2 separate regions of the Columba livia genome follow, and region 1 is linked to region 2. Evidence: chromatin contacts called from public Hi-C data. All regions are on one chromosome and are shown on one strand. Each heading gives the region's core, a stretch centred on a gene start, on an enhancer-like site or on the middle of the called end of the contact. The rest is flanking DNA. Distances are from core to core; before and after follow the strand shown.

Evidence for each region. A called contact is a pair of places that touch in the nucleus more often than the background predicts.
Region 1: a contact with region 2 is called in a Hi-C map of crop, with 5 times the contacts expected there. The contact joins the enhancer-like site here to the promoter of VEGFA in region 2. A contact is called at or near these places in 2 of 2 Hi-C or Micro-C datasets (crop and liver).

What each region holds. Positions count from the first base shown.
Region 1 is chr3:87,722,412-87,728,904 of bColLiv1.pat.W.v2, reverse strand. No RefSeq gene overlaps it. Among named protein-coding and RNA genes, the nearest start is that of TMEM63B, 26 kb to the left of the region's middle. Within about 2 kb of position 4,049, at least 3 of the 3 cell types and tissues checked have an H3K27ac peak away from gene starts, as active enhancers do.
Region 2 is chr3:87,389,201-87,396,144 of bColLiv1.pat.W.v2, reverse strand. VEGFA (vascular endothelial growth factor A) reads right to left here and starts at 1,640. Exons shown (of 6, transcript XM_065058086.1): 1 at 1,412-1,640. The coding sequence starts at 1,477. It overlaps RSPH9 (radial spoke head component 9), which reads right to left. Exons shown (of 6, transcript XM_065058071.1): 6 at 4,712-6,021. The coding sequence ends at 5,989.

The sequences.
Region 1 (6,493 bases), core at 2,800-5,299, 330 kb before region 2:
TGCCAGCGGGCTCTACAGCGGGGGCGAGCTCTGCCCTAAGCATGCCTGGGAAAGAGAAGTGGTCTCTGTCCCTGCAGAGGTGTGCAGAGCTGGGGATGCCTGGGGGAGGCTGTGGATGCTGTGAGCAGTGTGGCAGGGTTAGGGGTCACCGGCTCCCTGGGCACAGCTGATGTACCTGCAGGACAACCAAGCTAGTGGCCATCAGATGATCAGTGCTTGGAGGGATTTGGAGGTCTTTTCCCACAGCCCTGGGAGGAGTAAGGGTGAGACAGCCATTGGGATTTGTAAAATCGAGAAGGGAGGCAGGTAAGAATCCCCTCCTGAATGGAGACAAGCTTTTCATGAAGGTTGCAGGGCTTCGCTCAGGTACTTGGGAGAGTAACTGGAGCAAGGGCTGCCTGCTCCAAGCCGGTAGGCTCTTAAAGCCCACTCAGCAAACATTTACACCTCCCCTTGCCCTTACCCTTGCCAGGTTAGCATCCTGGCAGCTTTTCCAAGGATGAGGTTGGTTAGCATCGGTAACTCCCCTGGGATGCTGCATGGAGCCATGCCTCCTGCTTCCCCAGGAATTGTGAATGCCAGCCCCAGCCCAGCTGGAGCTTCCCTGGGCCTTGCAGTGTTGTAGCTGCTGGTGGTGCCTTAGATGTGTTGTAGGGTCAGCTCCAAGCAGTGGGAAATTGCTGAGGTGTTTTTTCTCTTGCAGGAGTGTGTGACACTTGGCACAGGTACCATGATATGTGTTGGACGTGCACCTTACAGGGTCCACTCTGACCCTTCATAGGTGGGCACAGCAAACAGGCACCGCATCAGGTTGGTGGGATGCAGATGACTGGGTTTTGCTCTTGTGCAGTCCCTGCAGAGATGCCAGCCCTTGTGCTCCAGGAAGCGGAAATTCAGCCTCCTCGCAGAAGGTAAGCAAAGCTGTGGAAGGGCAGGGGAAAGGCCCTGCTGCACAATGTGGAGGGCTCTCTGAAAGGCTTGAAACCCATACAGATGTTCTTAGAGGCGTCTCATCTGTTGAGGCATTATCATAGCAGCTCCTGCTGTCACATGCTGCCCCTAGGTCTTGTGTGCTTATATGAATCTGTAGCATTAGCTAGCAGTAAATTGAAATTCTTTTCCGCCTGGACATGCTGGGCTGAATCCATGGGCACCTATGGAAACTGCTGGGACACACGTGCATCAGTTTATTAAAGTATGTAGCGTTTTATCCCGGGGTGGCGGGTGGCAGGAACCAGGCATGTGCTCGGTCTGCGATTTCCCCCTTCTCCTCTTCGCTTTGCTCTGCTAAGAGTCATTCGGAGCGAGACCCTGTGTGCCCACTTCCTCGCAGCCTCCCTTCCCTCCCTCCCTTCCTCCCCACCGGCCCCATCCCCGGGCTGGCCCCGGCGCCCTCCCCGCGTCCCTGCAAAGCGGGCGGCGGCCACACGGTGTCAGGCGGGAGCCGGCCGTGCCACCGAGCACCGGGCGCGAACACCCGGGGGACCGGCAAACCCCGTGGGCCTGGGGAGGAACCCGTGGAAAATGGCAAATAATTGTCTGGTGTTGCTATAACCTATACCCCTGAGTACGCCTAGCTATAGGGAAAAGACGGCTTCTGCTCTTTGTCCTACATCACGCAGGAAGGGCGCTACGTTTTTCAGGCGCTGTGTGAATTTTGCCAGGTCTTTCACAGCAGGGGGAGGACGGGAGGTGGTCTCCTGCCTGAGGCAGCCCAGGAGAGATGAGTTGTGCTGGGCCTCAGCCTTTTGCTGCAAAACGCAGAGGAAGGCTGCCCTGCAAGGGGAACAAAGGGACTAGGATAGTGAGAGACACTTGCAAGCAGGGAGTGCTGGCAACACGGCTGCTGTTGCTCGGGAAAGAAAGTGCCTGATCAGGGGCGTGGGGAGAGGCTGAAGTTGGGGGGTGTGGGTCGTCAGCAGGAAAAAGGGATCAGGAGGTTTGTGCTGCTGAATGCCTTCTGGAACTGGGGTAGGCATGAGCTGGACCTTGAATCAAGTTCAGTTGTGCCTCTCCCAGCTCTCTGTTTTGTGGCTGCACCGGTGGGGAACTGAGGGGAACCCATTTTTCCCGCTGCATTTTTATGGCGGAGGCGGGGGAGCCGGTGCAGAGAGAGGGCAGGCTGGGGAGGATGCATCAGTAAGTGACGTGTGATGCCAGAACGAGCAGTGGCCCAGCCTCGCTCAGGTGCAGCTCTCCGTGCCGTGCCTCACGTACAGAGACGCTGTCTATCCTCCAGCTATTTACCGCCAGCTCATTTTGCAAACGCTGCACTCACAAGATTTTTTTTCCCTCTCTCCCTCTCTCACTCTTCCCTGTAGAGATGCTCAGACAGTGCTCCCCATTCAGCTTTAAGCATGAGGTCTCCCACCTGCACATGCATTGCACATGCTGACCACCCTGCAGGTTTTTGTTTGACTGGTCCAAATTCACCACCTTCCCCTTCTCCTGCTCCTCTGAGTCTTCAGTCCTGGGGAGGGAGCTGCAGTGAACAAAGAGGGAGGCTGGTGAGAGCTGAGATGCTGCTGGGGGCACACTTGGCCAGGGAGCCTGCTGCTCCTGCTCACCCAGTGATGAGCCTGGAGGTCTGGCCCTGGCCATGCTGCAGGGCTGCTTGCTTCCCAGTGTGGTGTGGGCTTGCCATCTTTGCTGCCCGGGGATAACCCTCCCTAGCGAGGGGAAGGAGGGAAGGCAAGGAAGGGCATGGGGGATTGGAAGGGGTTCCCTGATGTGAGGGGTAGAGCAGGACTTAATTCCTGTGGGTGATAGTAAAGAAAGGGACATGGAATAAGACCCAGCCAGGGATTGCCCCATTACATACTGAGAGGGAGAATAAAATGCTGTAAGCAGAGGGGGGCGGGAGCACACACCCTCCCCAGTGGGGAATTAGAAAGGGGTGGCTGAGGGAAAGGGGGTGCCCCTCATCGTCTCCTCATGGAGGGGGCTGCTTGGGCCTGGAAGGTTTCTTCCCGAGCAGGGACTATGGCTGATGGCTAAGTCTCACCCTTCTCCCGACAGGCACATGTTGCTACTTTCATCTTCTTTTTCAAAGCCTTGGGCCCATGGCTCCTTACAAGAGAAGCTGGTCTTTTATCTTCCCTATCTCCCTGTGCTGAGAGCGGACTTTGTGGTTTTTAAGGAGGTGCTTGAAAACAGGAGCTGAGGGTTTTCCTAAGGGACACCAGACAGCATAGGTAGGAGACCGCTGTCTCTGCTGCCTCCTGATTTCTTGCTGCTTGGTTGGCAGCAATGGGGCTGACTGCTCAGCTCTTGGCTGTGCTGCCCCAGAGGGTGGCGAGGAGACCTCCCCCCAAAATACAGCTGGGGTAGGTGTGAGGGGCTGGACAGAGAGACCCCAGCTTGGCATAAGGGCAAGGATGGGATTGCCTTGCTGCCCCATGGGAAGTCTCGGGGGGGCTTTGGGAGCGCTGCTGGGAGGAGGGCTGACGATGGGGCCGGGACCCACGGGCAGGAGTCAGGGGTGCAGGCGGGGGTGCCGGCGGGCCGGTTGGCTTTGGGGGCTGCCCGGTGGGCCGAGCGGGGCGGTGGGGCTGGCCGTCACACGCTACGGTAGATGGCAGTGCCGCCCGGATTTTATGAATGGAGGAGGAGGAGGAGAAGGAGGAGGGGAGGCAGATGGATGCGGGGAGGTGGTGATGGAGAAGGGGAGGGGTGTGTGGGGGAAATTTGCTGGCTGGGCTCCGGCCTCCACCTCCGTTCTCCCTCGCCGCTGAGCCAGGCGCCCTCCCCCAGCCATTAGCATAGGCCTGCCCGGGTTTACATGTCAGGCTGCACGTTGCAGCGGCCGGATCCAGCAGCCAGCAGCGCTGGCAGCCGCCCCGAGTCAGCTGCTTCCCAGCGAGGAGCGGCGAGGAGCGGAGCGGGGCGGCGGGAGCCAGCCCGCAGGCACCGGCTTTAAGGTGTCCTCGTGGAGATGCCGCCTGCACTCCCCCCTTCCCGCCTGACACCCCGACGTCCCTGGCTGCCCCCGAGCGGAGCCTGGCTTAGGATGACTGCGGCCTTATGGGTTTTACACCGGGCTGCTGCTGTGACCTTGGGGCCTGGGGTGGCCAATGGTGCTGTTCACGTGCCCCTTGGAGAGCTTTGGGCAGCCCCGGGTGGGGGGTCTGGGAGCAGGCTTGGCTTTTTGGGGTACAGCTGCCTTTTGCTGTGAACAAACTCCCTTCTCCCTACTGTCCATTTGCATGCCTGGCATTGCAAGGCAGTGCTGCGGCACTCTTCCCTTCAGCTTTTTCATGCCCTGGGGGATATTTACAGACCCCATCCTGCTCTCCCATGATCTCCCACTCTCACGAGCGGCCCTCTTTGGTGGGGAAAGCCAGAAGAAGCAGCTAACTCTCTGCAGTTTCCTGGCGGAAAAGCTGGGTGTGATGAGTGCTCAGTGCTTTGAGATAAGGAGAGGAAAAGCTCTTTTTTCTTTTCTTTGGGGCCTCTGAGGCATCACCTGGGGTTGCATGTGCCAGTCACTTCCAGCTGCACCTGGGATTGCGCACTGTAGGGACTGGAACCCGTTAGGTAGGATTGCTGTGTGCTGGGAGGTGGTTACTGCCTGCCATTCTAAAGGAGTCCAAGCTTCAGTGGCATCCTGGATCCTGCAGAATCCCTCATCCAGAGGGTAGATGAGGAGGAAATCTTCATCCAGTGAAGTGCCCCCAGGGCCATGAGGTGATGCATGGGGAGGACAGGAGATCCTGCAGTAGCATGGGTGCTTCCACTCTGTGGTTGGCAAGAAGTCCCTGCCTGGCCCAGTACCTAGCGTCATCTCAAAGCCACCAACAGCACAGATCTCGATGGGGCACAAGCCTAGGGAGGACTGGGCCACCCTGTGCCAGCCTGGCTTGAGCAAAGGAGAACAGCTAAACTTCAGAGTGAGCATGAAGCAGAGCCCAGCCCGGGGTGCTCGGCTGGGCCTGCAGTTTCTTACCTCCACCCTATGGCCAGTGTTGGCTATAGGGGCTCAGCTGCCACAGCTCCCCCCCACCCTGCATGTTTGCCAAGTACTTGGATGGTCCCTTGCTTGGAAGAGCTGACAGTCCAGGGATTTTTGTTTGCATATTAAACCAGCTAAGTATTCAGAATCGGCTCCAGCTACCGCCACGGGGAAAGCAGCTCCAAGATACATATTTCCCTGCCAAACCTGCCTGTGGTACCTCCGAGGCAGCAGAGCTGCTGCCTTCCGATGCTGCTGGGAGTGGGTGTGTGGCTGGGCTCAGACCCACCAGCAGTGCTCACGCAGTGTCCGGCTGAGCTCGTGGGGAGAGCACCTCTCTGCAAAGCTGCCAGCAAGCTCGCGGGGAGCTCACCCCGCTACCGTTGTGTTGACAGGATTCCAAACACACTCACAGCTCTCCATCCTTGGGAAGTGGTCAGAGAGGAGCGGGTCATGCCTGCCTACACCCCAGGCTCAGGGGAGCAGGATAGGGGAACTGGTGTGCACCACACCATCCTAATTCCCAGTCCCTGTGGCTGTGGGTGGGAGAGACCCATTCTGCATCCATGCATGGGGCAGGATGAGACCTCACCACGTAGGACAGTCACACTCAGGCCATTTGCTGCATGCCTGACACTTTGTTTCTCTGTTTTTTCCCGATGTGGTTTGCGGGTCCTGGAGCTGGTTGGCCTGCTGGGCACAGCAGACAGCATGTCCTTTTCCAGGGCAAGCTAGTCTGGCTCTCCTGGTCCCATTTTGGGAAGCAGGGATCAGGGGAGTACACCCTGCCCGGCACGTAGGCCATCCTTGGGTAATGACTGTGAGTGTTTGGCCAGTCTGATGCAATGAACTAATTAGAAATTTGCTGTCACCACAGCTGGACTCACCTGGCTTGTACGCTGCAGCCGGGTGATTCTTGCTCCATGTGACAGTCCTCCAGCCTCCCCGGGGACCAGGAATAGCAGCGGGGGGATCACATGGCCACCCTGGCTGTCCTCCCCTGTAGCGCGCCGGCATCCTGGCAGCCACGCGTGCGAGTGTCATGAGGTGGCTTCAGTGGCCCTGGGGAAACGTGCTCCTCTTCACCAGCCCTGGGGATAGGCAGGTGACAAGTCTCCTGATGTGCTGGTGGCACACGTGGCCAGGGCGCAGCTCTGGAAGGATGGAGCGGTGGTCGTGGCACCCCGGTCTCTGGGATTTAGCCAAGATTTCCAGGGGTGTTGTGTGACCTGATGCCTTTGGAAATGTTTCCCCAGAGGTTTGCAAAGACCCTCCTGCCAGGCAAAAAGCTTGAGCAGAGCAGACCTGTGCTCCTTGCATTGGGGAAGCCTCTTGCTGCCCAGCTGGGCATGGCACTTCATTTGTGCTGGCCCCATGGTGGGTGCCCAGAAGATGTGAGGTGGGCTAGGCGCAACATACAAGGACTCTACAGCCCGAGTCTGCCCCAGGTAATACAAAATACAGGGAATCTGTCAAAGCCAGTGGATAATTTTAGTACCTATTCAGGTGGCACGAGTTGGCCACTGGGTCTTCAGTGTTGAT
Region 2 (6,944 bases), core at 391-2,890:
AGTATTATCACTAGACATCAATACAGAGCTGTCTAACCTACAGCAGAGGAACTGACTCTACTGTACAAGTTTACCGAGGACCTGCGAGGCAAAGAAATCCCCGTTTTACATGACGGTGGAAAAACTCATGGAGAGCGGAAAGAATTGTCCCACGAGCCAAATCTGGCAGGCAGGCAGCAGGGAGCAGCTCTGTGCCACACTCAAGAGCTGCGCCTCAGTTCCCATCCAGCACAGCCTAATGTGCGGCTGTCAGTGGCGAAAGTAAGAGATATAACAGGCTAGAAACAAAGCATGCAGTGCCTGCATTACTTCAGTTACAGCTGAAATGGCTCCTAACTGGGGAGTTACCTTCCAGTATCGGTGCTGAACAAACAATGTGAATAACTGATTAGTTTGCAAGCGACGCTTATTTTCACAACTGTGGGAGATGATCTGGCCCCGCATTCTCCACAAGTGCCGAGGAGAAATGGCAGGAGAGAACTAACCTGTTATAGCCTTTAAAACATAATCCGGGTCCGCCCAGGGAATAGCCACTTTCACGTGGGCACTCTGTCTAAACCCCTTAATATCTCTTGGCAACACAGCTCTCTTGACTCTTTAGAAAACAGATTTATAGGACACGTTTGCACAGAAAGCTGCCTTTCCTTTTTCTTAAAAAACAGAAAAAGAAAAGCAGAAAGAGTTGGCTTTTAATCTCGCAGGAATGACAATGAGGCAAAAGTAAAAGTGACTGAGGAGGAGAAGAGAAAAATGTACGGTTTTGTAACCTCGGTGCAGGAGATATGTATTTTGAAAAAAAAAAAAAAATCAATCTGGAAGAAATTCAGGATCCATTTTGTCCTCTTTGATCTCTATTTGTTTTTCCAGCTAGGTATTTTGAACTCCACTCGGCGGCACGAACCCGAGCTGGGACCCAAGGCAAATACCGCCGAAACACCCTTTTGCAATGTCAGGAGACCCGAGGACGGGCGGCGAGGCTGATGCAAGAAGCCAGCGCGCTGCCTCCCTGCCCCAAGCAGCTCCCCGGGACTGGCCCCGCCGGGACCCCACGGCCCCGCCGCCGCGGGAGCCCCACGCCGGGGGCGTGCAGTGCGCGCACACGTGCGCGGGCACTCCGCACGGCGCTGCCGACTGCTCCGGGGGCCTGCGAAGCACCGGGCAGCGCTTCCCCCCCCCCGCATCCCCCGTTTGCAGCATTGCACGCACGCATACACACGTGTGTGCGCTGCAGGCACCCACCCGGACACGGTGCCAGCAGCGCGGCGGCACCGCACCGAGCAGGTGGGAAGTAAGGCAGGGGGGCGCCAAAAAGAAAGGGGGGAAAAAAGTCTTTTCCGCCGCCTCCCCGCCCCCACCGTACGTGCGGTACAAAAGCCCCCGTCCCGCCGCCGTCCCCGTCCCTGCTGCTTACCTCCGCGCTCTGCAGATAGAGCAGCGCCGCCAGCCCCCAGTGGATCCAACTCAGCAGAAAGTTCATGGTTGCCGGCACACGCCGTGGAGCGGGGCCCGCCGCGCTCCGCCTCGCCGCCGTCGCCCCGCCGCCGCCGCCGCCCCGCCGCGCTCTTGCCCGCGCCTCCTCCGTGCCCGCCGCCGCCTCCTGGGGTGCCGCCGGTCGGGCGCTGCGAGAGGCTCCCGGGAAAAAGGTGTTCCTCTTCGGGGTCTCCGGTTTCACCCCTCCATCAGCCCGGCTTTCCGCCGGCCTCCGCTGCTGCTTTCGGTGGGCGCTCCACCGGGCCGAGCGCAGGCTCCGCGGCCGCCCCGCCGCCGCCCGGCCCCCGCCGCCGGGCAGTCCGAGCTCCACAGCGGCGCTCGTCCGCGGCCGCCGCTTCTCTCCGCGCCGGGGCAGGCAGTCACCCGCGCCGCGATCGCTCAGTTTCAAGCACTCACGCCAAAGTTTGCGCGGAAAGTTTCAATGCATCTCTTTTTCTGCGTCCCCTCTTCGCAGCAGCTGCCTCCGGCGGCTCCCCGAGCCGGGGTCGCCTCCCTGGCGGTAAGGGGCTGATCCCGCTGCCGCCGCTCGGCCCGACCCCTCTCCGCAAGTCGGGGTGGTGGTGGCGGAGGGGATGAAGAGAGCGCTTTCCTCCTGCCCTCTCTGTCTCTCCCTCTCTCAGTCCACCGCTTTAGAAAAAAAATCAGAATATAAAAAAAAAAAAATCCAAACTGACTAGAGAGGGAGGGAACTGGGGCGGAGGGAGGCTCTGCAGGAAAGGGAGGGAAAAAAAATCCCAGCGGATCAAAGTATAGGTGGGGAAAAAATAAATTAAACGAGAGGATAAAGCAAGGCGGCAAGCCAACAGCAGGTCCCGGTGCCCGGGGAGGGCTGCTCCCGCGGCGCGCTGTCCCCCGCCGGCGCGGCGTGCGCTCCTCGCCCCCGGCGCGGCGGCAGCCGCACTCCGCGCACTCCAGCGGCGGCTCCGCGCAGCGCCCGTTCCCCGCGCAGCGCCCGCCCCGCCACCCGCTCGCCGGCGCTCTGCAACTGCTCGGCGCGGACGCGGGGAGAGACGCTCCGGCAAAGTCCCACCCCTCCACAGCTATTCTCCTCCCTCCTCCCCTCCCTTTTTTCGCTGGGAAAGGCCACGGAGGTAAAGGGGTCCGCGGCCCCTCTGCCGCCCTCCCCGCCCTCTCCACTCGGGTCCGCAGTCCCCCGTGGCTCGCAACATTTCGCCCCCCAGCCTTCCTGCCCTGCCTTTCACCTCGGGCGCCCCACGGGCCGCGCTTCCTCCACCCTTTCTGCCCTGCCGATGGATGCACGTTCGGGTCAAAATTCACCTTGCCCGTGGGAATTGCTCCAAAGTCCAGCGGAGCCATTTGGGGGGAGGGGGCAGCGAGGACAAATTGTGATCACACTCATCATCCGTCCCCCCAAGGCCTTCGCTTTTCAGACACAGTGATTTCTTAGCACCTATGTGCTAAAAAGGAGTGGAGTAGGGGGTTGTCCTCATTTGGGTTTTATTTCTCTTCATCCATTGGCAACCCACCTTGGTTCAGGGGGGCTGCCTGCACTGGCTGAGCATTGCCCCAGTGTGCAGAAAGGTGTCATGCTGAAGGGGTGAAGATTTTGCCAGACAAACACCACGCTGCTTTCTGGGAAGGTATTTGAAGGGCAAAAAGGCAGCTTTGTCTTACTGGGGTTACCGCAGGCATTCCCCAGCTGAGCTCCTTCACTCGTGTCACCCGCAAAATTTCCTCATACGGGATACAGAGTAACAATATGCGTGTGTCAACACATATAAATCTCTCTCCTACCACCGTCTTCCAAGGACTGCAGGTAGCGGACAGAGTGGTAGTCCAAGCTGGCAGATTCCTGGGGCTCACCATGGGCTGGAGGAAGGGGAAAGGGAAAAAGACACTGAAGAAAGAAAAGGCCACATTATGATTAGAAAGCAGGTATTCCAGTGCTGTGCCACAGACTCCTACTGATACAGGCAAAGCATTGGCTCTATAGAGGCACCTGCTGGCTGAGGGAAACACACGAAACAAAACCAAACAAAATCTTTGCTTTCCCTAGATCTTATACCTGTTTCTCCCTTTGTTTATTTTTAAAAGTTTTCGTGTCACCCCGTGGTGCAGCATGCGGGGATGTCACCCAGGTCACACTGATCCCGAGGAAGGCTGGGAGGTGAGTGACAGATCATCTGCCTGAACCAGGAGCGACGCCAACTCCTGCCCGGCCTCTCGGCTGCCCTGGCTGTGGGGTCGCATCCCACACCCTGGTGCCCATGGCCTTCCTTCTGGGCAGGGGGAGAAATCCAGCCTAGTCAAAAGCCTGGAAGAGAATATAATCCCTTTCCCCTCAGGGATCACATTTCTACAGAGGAGTGGTGCGTGTTGTTCAAATATTGCAAAAGAATCTTTTTTACTTTGCTCTGGTTTTGTTTTGGTGTGGTTTGGTTTTTAAACTAATTGTTGCAGAGGGTTTCTGAAGTAACAAATGTCCATCCAAAATAACCTGACTTTCCCATATTCAGAATGCAATTGCCAAAACTGCCCTCCAAGAGAGAGGGAGACTACAGACCCTCACCATGAGAAATAAATGGAATATTTCATTAGATGAAGGTAAAGCCAAATTAAAGCTCCCAAAGGAAGGAACCGGTCCTGATTCTGCCGGAGTTTACTGTGAGCGGCTCCCTCCTCATGCCAGGCCTCTGCACTTCAGATCTGCAGCAGGCAGATAGCTCACTCAGTACTTTTTTTCTTTATTTGGTAGTGGGTCCTAGGTGACTTTTCCCCTCCTGCTAGGTGAGCATTTTATGAATGAACATAGTGCTACCACAAATAACCTGTAATTTCAACACCCGTCTGGATGGACAAAATCCCTCCAGCTGTTGCACTGCTCAAAGTCATACACAGAAATCTCACAGAAAAGATTAAACCCACGAGGTAAGGCAAGGGGTAGCCTTATCTCCTTAAAGCTACAATGTACTGTAAATAATGTACAGAACCCAGCTTCTAAAATTACCACTACAGGATTGCTCATCTCATCTTACGTTTCATCGGGATCCTGTGATCTTCCCACCTGCCAACATCCTGTTACCAGGAGAGGGGTGTATGTGGAGTTTGTGCAAATGGTCATGTACTTGCTTGGATTCTGGTGCCAGCAGAGACATTCATGTGCCTTCCATGTTAACATTACACCGTAATAAATACTGACATTGCTATAGAACCCACAGTGTTTGTGCTTAGCACTGCTCACAAGAAAAGTAAATTGATGTGCGTCCCAGCTATGTTTCTTTATTAGCCTCGTTAGCTTTCCCATGTCAATGGCTCCTGAGACAGAAAGAAAGACAGCATCAACAGGCAGGATTTTAAATATGGAATACCTAAAAGCACGAGCTCCATGTTTAGGCACTTAAGGGAAGACGCGTGATTTGCAAAGAGGCTGAGTGATGACTTATTTGGAGCTGTGAGACACTGCGAACTTTTGAGAACCTGACCATAATTTAGGACGTCATCTTGCAGACTGAATTCAGTGGAAGCTTTGGCATTGACTTCAAAGGGCACAAGATCAAGCCCTTATTTAGGGTCTCAAAATACAAAATTAGGAGCCTAAATTTAGGCATCAATTTTTTAATACCTTGACCCATGTTAGTAATACCCTTCGTCTAATCCCTCTGTTTGACCTGAAAAGAGAGGAATGTCAGTAACTCTTTGCCGACTCGCCTAAAAGAACCTGCGGCTGACAAGGGGGAAATGCAAGAAACGCATTCCCCACGCTTCGTTTATTTTTTCTCCCCTCTCTCAGATCCTCAAAATAACAGCCAGAGCAATGTTAGCGGAGGAGCTCAGGCCCACTTTGAAACTGGAATAGGAAATGTGAGAAATGTGGATGTTAAAAAACAAATTAAACAAAACAATATTTTCTTAGAATTCCATCTTGTGGGCAGGTCTGGGGGGAATCTGGATTTGGATAATCTAAATTAGGAGAGAAGTCAGGAAAACAAAGAGTAATTTTAAGCATTTTAGTGCCAGAGCTATTTCTTAACACACAGCTCACTCTCTGATTTCAAATATAGTCCCTCAACACTGAGCGGGGAGAACAGCACAAAGAAAATCAACGTCTTGATCCAGCCCTCTAACAGACGTGGAAAAAAGGCCAGAATGGAGTGAGTTGTTGAAACAAGCAGCCAGGTGAATGGCTCCTAAAGGTCCTGAGGTATTTCAGGTGCTTCTTTCCCTGTAGGAAATCACAGGGACGCAAGATGCAATAACCAGGCTATGGTCAAGTCGGCTGCAGCATGGTCACAAGACAGCAAATCTATTAACCACACGATCCTTATTATTGCGATTATTTTTGTGTTGTTGCACTAACACGCAAGGGAGAAGCTGTAGATGTAACAAAAGGTTGCTCCTCTGAGATGGTTTGCCAACGCTCCCTCTGCTGTGGTATAAATAGAATACACGCAGTGGGCACCGGCAGTGCACTAGTCTTGTATTTGCAAGCATTAGAGATGCCCATGCACCACCCACTGGCAGTTTCACTTGCCTCTGTCACTCAGGAGTTTGTCCAAAGATTTTCAGCTCCTGGAAAGAGAGAAAAATGTTCATGAACACACAGCACCATCACTCACTTTGTCCTTCTGGTTGATTTTGTACCCTCGGCTCTTCTCTCATAGTCAACAATTACAACAGGTTATGAGGAGTTGCTCCCCTTTCATTCTCTCCATCTGTATTTTCCTATCTCTCACTGGATGTTTGTGTGATCCTTTTGCAGAAAGCAGCAGAGGAACTGATAAGCAAGTGGAGGTAACAGGACAGGTCCCCAGCACTCAGCAGGGTTGTTTTAATATCTACAGAGAGATCAACAGACTAGAACAGCTCTTTTCCTGCCGAAACTACATGTAATGTCAGCCTAAATGTACAGACATCTTGACCCTGACTTACGCATCCCTAGCTAACAGAGCTGGTAGGAATATACACAGGCAGTTATTGCAATAGTACTTCACCTTACACTTACATCACAGTCCCTGGAGAAGCGTCTGATGGGGCAGCCTTATGTATTAAATCATTTCCTGGAGGGAAGAATTCATTTGGGCTCATTTATTATCATTTGTCCTAGAGCTCATATTTTACACTCTGAGCATAGGGAGCAGGTGTTATTCATGGCTACAGGTCTAAGAACCAAAGCCTAATTTCAGAGAAGCTGTTCTGTTGTTTGAGGTTGATCACTTGATGTTTGTCCCAGGTGCTGGACACATGTTGCTTGCTGAAGAAAGTATGAATTGGTCTCAGATTTCAATGTTTTGGTAACTACCAAACAAGAATAAAACTAAACTCAAGCATCTTTCCCTCCTCTGCAAATCAAGTGGCCGTTAGCAATCTTGACTTGAACAATAAATAAAGCTGTACAACAATCACATCAGAATCACATCAATGCGGCGTCAAATGAATATGGTAACAGAGGCCCACAGAAGTTGGACAGTCAGCATGTGCAGTCCTCTGCAAAG